Regions from separate parts of the Sus scrofa genome. Here region 2 is linked to region 1. The links are chromatin contacts, called in public HiChIP or PLAC-seq maps. All regions are on one chromosome and are shown on one strand. Each heading gives the region's core, a stretch centred on a gene start, on an enhancer-like site or on the middle of the called end of the contact. The rest is flanking DNA. Distances are from core to core; before and after follow the strand shown. Region 1 holds the start of SOCS1 (suppressor of cytokine signaling 1). Region 2 holds the start of LOC110260110.

Region 1 (2,808 bases), core at 80-2,579:
AAAACTAGACAAACTGTTCCTCTCCCCTTGAGCACTGTGGGTAGAGCCATGCAGGGCTCCCAGCCAGAACTTGGGCCCCACACGGCCTTTGGCCAAGCTGAACAGGTCAGTCTTAGGACCCCGGGGACCCGCTCAGAATCATGGAAAACCTTTGACCAAAGCACACGCTCTAGAAACCTTTTTTCTTAAAAAAAAAAAAAACTTTCATAATAAAGTTTATTACCTAAACTGGTGGTAAAAAATATAAAATAGGATTCTGCACAGCAGAAAAATAAAGCCAGAGACCCTCCCCCAACCCCTGGTTTGTGCAAAGATACTGGGTATATGTAAACATGAAGAGGTAGGAGGTACTGAGTTCAGGTCCTGGCCCCAGATAGTTAAGTTAAGCTACTACCAGGGGGACAACCAGGGGGACCCAGAGGGAGCACCAAGAGGGGGCACCCCCACAAGAGGTGGGGAGGGGTCTACGGGAGGGGTCTCCAGCCGAGGGCGGGAGGCGCCTCGCCCCCACACTCGCTCCCTCCAACCCACATGGTTCCAAGGAAATAATAATTAATAATAGAAAATAATAAGGCGCCCCAGTTAATGCTCCGTGCAGGGCGGGCGCGGCCGATCATATCTGGAAGGGGAAGGAGCTCAAGTAATCGCGGAGGACGGGGTTGAGGGGGATGCGCGCCAGGTTCTCGCGGCCCACGGTAGCCACAATGCGCTGGCGGCACAGCTCCTGCAGCGGCCGCACGCGGCGCTGGCGCAGCGGGGCCCCCAGCATGCGGCGCGGCGCCGCCACGTAGTGCTCCAGCAGCTCGAAGAGGCAGTCGAAGCTCTCGCGGCTGCCGTCCAGGTGGAAGCGGCCGGCCTGGAAGTGCACGCGGATGCTTGTGGGGCCCGAAGCCATCTTCACACTGAGGGCGAAGAAGCAGTTCCGCTGGCGGCTGTCGCGCACCAGGAAGGTGCCCACGGGCTCGGCGCGCAGCCGCTCGTGCGCCCCGTGCACGCTCAGAGGCCCCCAGTAGAAGCCGCAGGCGTCGAGGAGCGCGCTGGCGCGGGTGATGCGCCGGTAGTCGGCGTGCGAGCGGAACGTGCGGAAGTGCGTGTCGCCCGGGGCTGGAGCCGGGGCCGCCGGGCAGGGCCGCGGGCGCGCCGGGACCCCGGGTGAGGAGGAGGAGGAGGATGAAGATGAAGAGGAGGAGGAGGAGGAGGAATGCTCTGGCCGCCGTCGGGGCTCTGCTGCCGTGGAGATTGCATTGTCGGCTGCCACCTGGTTGTGTGCTACCATCCTACACGCGGGGTCGGCCGGAGGGGTGGGCCATAGCGTCCGGGGGTGCGCTGATGGGGGAGACAGTCAGTGAGCGGGGAGTCTGGGTGGGGCTGGGCAGGTGAGAACCCGCGAGGCAACTTAGGAGGGGTGGGGATCCGTTTCTAATGGGTCGAGGGCGCAAGACCAGGTCGGGGCGGCCCTTTGAGCCTCAGTGGTCTCATCTAGAAAATGGGCTTCCCCGTCCGCAGAGTACTTCCACGCGGCTGGGAGCTCGGTGGGGCTCGGAGTCGCTCAAAGTTTGGTTAAGAGAGGGGGGCGTGGAGAGAGGTGCTTTGGAGAAACCAGCCCCAACTCCGGCCACTCGGCTCCCCATTCGCCGCCCTACGGCCGCCGCCTGCTGGCCAGGCCGGGGATTGGCGCCTCGACTCCGAGATTTGCGCAAAGGCAGAAAAGCTGCGTTGCGGGAACCCCCAAGCGCGGGGGTCTGCCAGGGTGGAGCCAGCCGGGGCTAGGGGCGTGGCGGCCGCGACCCCACCACGCAGCGCCCGAGGCCGCCCTGGCAACCTGGCTGTCCTGTGCCGTCCTCCCCTTTCCCTCCCGCTTTCTTGCCCAGTGCCGGGCTCACCTGGCGGCGGGGCGCGGGGCGCCGCGGGCGGGGCGGCGGGGGTCTCCGGGGCGGCTCTCGTGCATGCTCCGGGGCCGGGAGCCGTGCAGCTGCCACGGCCGCAGCTCGCTCTGCTCCGCGCCCGCCCCTGCACCAGTCTTTTAAACTGGCTTGGAGGTGTGGTCAGTGAAGGCCCCGCCCCCTACGGCTACACCCCCCCCCCCACTACAGGCCCGCCCTTCCGCGCCACTTTCGGTTTCTTTTTGTGCGCGCCTCGGAGGCCAGGCTCGCTCGACCTTTGCCACAAATCCGGGAACCTTTCCCCGGGAGGCCCCCTGTCCTGATCTAGCCTCGCACCTGTCCTAGGACCCCTCTATTCAGGTCTCCAGCCCCATCCCTGAGCTCCCTGGGCAGTTCTCAGACGCCCCTTCGGACCTAGTGGCCCAGCTTCCCCCGCCCCCGCCACTGCTCTCGGTCGCAGATTTCTGCAGCCAACCCCTTAAGGATACTTTGGACTGACCCTAGCACATTCTTCTGCCCCATCAGGTGTCTCATCACCCACCTTGGCTAGATCTGGGTCCTCTACTCTGGAGCCAGACACCTCCACCCGCCCTTGGGGTCTCGTTTGGGACCCCTCCGGACTGCTTTCGCCATTGCTCTGCCCCGTAGTGCCGGAGCCTCTAGATGGCTGCTTCTGCGCCCCTCCCTGCCTGTTGCTGTCCCCAGTTTTGGCTTGGGCTTCCCAGGAAGCGACGATCTGACCACAGGCTTCGGAGGAACCCTTCGGCGGCGCGGGAGGGGCGCCTTCGCTGCTCACACAGTTCCTCGGAAACCGGGCGGGGCCGGGCAAGGTCGGTTGCCGGTGGCCTTGGCCGGCGCTCTACTACGCCGCAGCCGGAGAAACTGAGGCTCAGTGACTGGTGGAGGGGGAGCTCCGAAGGAGGCA
Region 2 (2,808 bases), core at 181-2,680, 40 kb before region 1:
AGCCTCAGGTGGGTGGTCTTTCCCCCACCCCACCCCCACCCCAAGCTCTGCCTTCCCCACCACCGGATGTCAGTCCCGCCACCACACCCCCTCCTCATCTGTCCATCCTCCCAGAAACCGCGCTTCTCGCCAAGGCCTCGTGTTGAGCGTCCCGGGGAGAGCCGTGTTTTTCCCCTGAGCCCACGAGGCGAGGACAGAGAGAGCCTGGGTGCAGTGGAGAGACCCCGTGGCACCAAAGCTTCTGGAAGCCCTCTGAGCATGGAGGCGGACAGGACCGCAGGGGGCCTGCACAGCTTTTGGGGAGCCTGCATCATCTCCAGGACAGTGCCCTTCAGGAGGCAGATCTCCAAGAGCAGAGCATGAAGATGCCAGTGAGGGGCACGGGGGCTCAGGGTGCAACCAGGTCCCGGCCCTCAAGTGTCAGTCTGGGAGCGAGGGTGCCCCAGGGCTGGTCCCGGTGCCCAGAAGAGGGGACCCCAGCCCAGCAGAGGAGGCACGGCTTGAGGGAGACAGCGATATTTTTTCTAGAGACGGTGGCAGACCCAGCTTTCAACCTTGGCTCCACAGTGCTGCTGAGATCTCCTGTGCCTCACTTTTCCCCTCCGCGTAATGGGGATGATAACAGCCCTCCTCCTGGGTCCTGCGGAGACAGGAGGGGATGGCGCACTGGGCCAGGCAGCTGCCTGGAGGCCAGGCCCACCAAAGGATGGCTGGGCTTATTACTAATGAATGAAGATGAGTCACCCACATGAGCCACCAGGATCGATCTGATGCAATGAATGGACAAATGAGAGAAATGAATCAATGAATGAACCGTTTGGTACCTGCCAGCAGAAAGGGGAATCTGGCCCTGGGGAGGCGGGGGGGGGTCAGCCCTGAGTCAGAACCTGGCCAGAGGTCAGGTGATGGCTTCCTACTAGGCCAGGGGCACACCCATGACACCCCACTTAATCACTCCCCGGTGGTAACACGCCGTGGGGTTTAGTGGGATTCCCCTGAGTCAGCTTTCCTGCAGGCCAGACCGCCAGGCCCTGCACCTCCACGCTCCCCACCCCCACCCCCAGCCCCTCCCTGGCCTGGCAGACCCTGAATCAGGGCCTCGGCGTGGGGGAGGGGTGAAAATCCAGACGCAGCAAGGAGTGTCCGGGCAGGTCAGAGGCTGGCCCCACCCAGGACCAGGGGACTCCACCCCACCCATGGCTGCAGGGCTTGGAGACCCCTGGGGAGGGACCTGCTGGTCCTCCTGCCCCCTCTCCGCTCTGGGCTGAGACTCTGGGTGCTGAGGTCCCACCTCCCAGGCAGCCCCACCTGCCACTAGAAATAGTCTCATAGCCATGAAGGACGATGGGGCCAGGCTCGGCGCCAAGGGAGGCAGAGAATGGGGGCCACTGATGTTCGCCTGCCCGGCGGTGGTCCGCCGTGTCCCTCATCTCGTGCTCCCCGTGGCCCCATTTTGCAGGGAACTGAGGCTCAGAGTGGCTGAGCAGCCCGGAGAGGGGGCTGGGAGGGGCGGAAATGGGAGGCCTGGGCGTGGTGACCTTGGGGATGCAAGGCTGCCTCTGGCGATCCCCGCGGGGGAATTCGGTGCTGGGGATTTGAGCTGGAGTCTCAGGCTGGGGCTTTCTGGCCCTCCCGCTGGGGCCCCTTCCAGAGGGAGCCAGGTGGTTGTGCCTTTGTCCCGCTGCCCCCTACCCCCGTGGTGACCCTCCCACAAAGCAGAGGCTCCCTGGGCCGTTCATCTGCGAAGGAAAGGGGGGCTGGGCAGAAGGCAGAGGTCACGGCCAACCTGAAGCGGGGGTTGGTGATGACGGAGCTTCAGGCAGACTTGAACGCAGTTTCCTCTGGGGGCCAGGAGGTGGGGGAGGCCCTTCTAGAATGCCGTGACCCTCCGGGCACCCATGACCATCGGCCAGTGGGCCAACCAGCCCCAGATGGTTCTGGGATTTTGGAGTCGGCCCAACCTCGAAGAGATGCAGGTGCTTTCCGTGGAAGCAGCTGGGGTAGAGGAAGCAGCCCTGAGGCCTCTTTTCCCGCTGCTTCAAAGTGTGGTCACACGTGCACCCCTCGCTGCGCTGCCCGGATGGCAAACTCGCCTGGCTCACCGACCACGACCCCCAACGCCCTTTACCCGCGGGGCACTGCTCTTAAGCACCTCACACACAGGGTCCCCAGGAAGTCCCACCACAAGGCATGCGCAGAGGCTGCTCTTTCTCCATCTTCCAAGAAGCCAAGGACAACCAGAGAGGTTGCGTAGCTGTGCAGTCACACAGCTCGAGGAGGTGGCATCTGGATCAGAAGGCCGAACTGAAGGATTCTGGGCCCTGTTCTTTTAGCCGCACACACCTCATCTGCCTCAAGAAATGGCTGCTGGGAGTTCCTGCTATGGCACAGCAGGATCGGCAGTGTCTCTGGAGCACTGGAACACAAGTTCGATCCCCGGCCCAGCATAGTGGGTTCAAGACCTGGAGTTGCCCCCAGCTAAGGCGTAGGGCACAACCAGGGCTCAGTTCTGATCCCTGGCCCGGGAACTCCCTATGCCACCAGGTAGCAAGCAAGCAAGCAGGTAGGCAAGAAAGAAATGTTTGCTGAAATTACAGTTAGGGTGACCTGGTTAAATTCATTAGTCTGTCCGCACCATGGACCCTCCACATTAAAACAATGACTTGGAAAAGCTGCTTCCTCTGAGAAAATGCCTATGGTGTTTGTGAAAGAAAAAAAGCAAGTTGTAAGAGTTTGAAAACTACAACCCTCTTTTTGTTTATTTAGAAAGCATTGGCACAGAAAACAGTTGCATGTTACAAATGCTGC

Evidence for each region. HiChIP or PLAC-seq counts read pairs in DNA pulled down with a chosen protein or histone mark.
Region 2: a contact with region 1 is called in an H3K27ac HiChIP or PLAC-seq map of alveolar macrophages, with 3 times the contacts expected there. The contact joins the promoter of LOC110260110 here to the promoter of SOCS1 in region 1. A contact is called at or near these places in 6 of 47 Hi-C or Micro-C datasets (embryonic fibroblasts, epiblast stem cells, fetal heart ventricle and 2 more) and 1 of 2 datasets of contacts at active chromatin or transcription factors (alveolar macrophages).

The regions. Positions count from the first base shown.
Region 1 is chr3:31,880,412-31,883,219 of Sscrofa11.1, reverse strand. It overlaps SOCS1 (suppressor of cytokine signaling 1), which reads right to left and starts at 1,329. Exons shown (of 1, transcript NM_001204768.1): 1 at 498-1,329. The coding sequence starts at 1,276. The coding sequence ends at 614.
Region 2 is chr3:31,920,837-31,923,644 of Sscrofa11.1, reverse strand. It overlaps LOC110260110, which reads right to left and starts at 1,430. Exons shown (of 3, transcript XM_021088377.1): 1 at 1,309-1,430. The coding sequence starts at 1,430.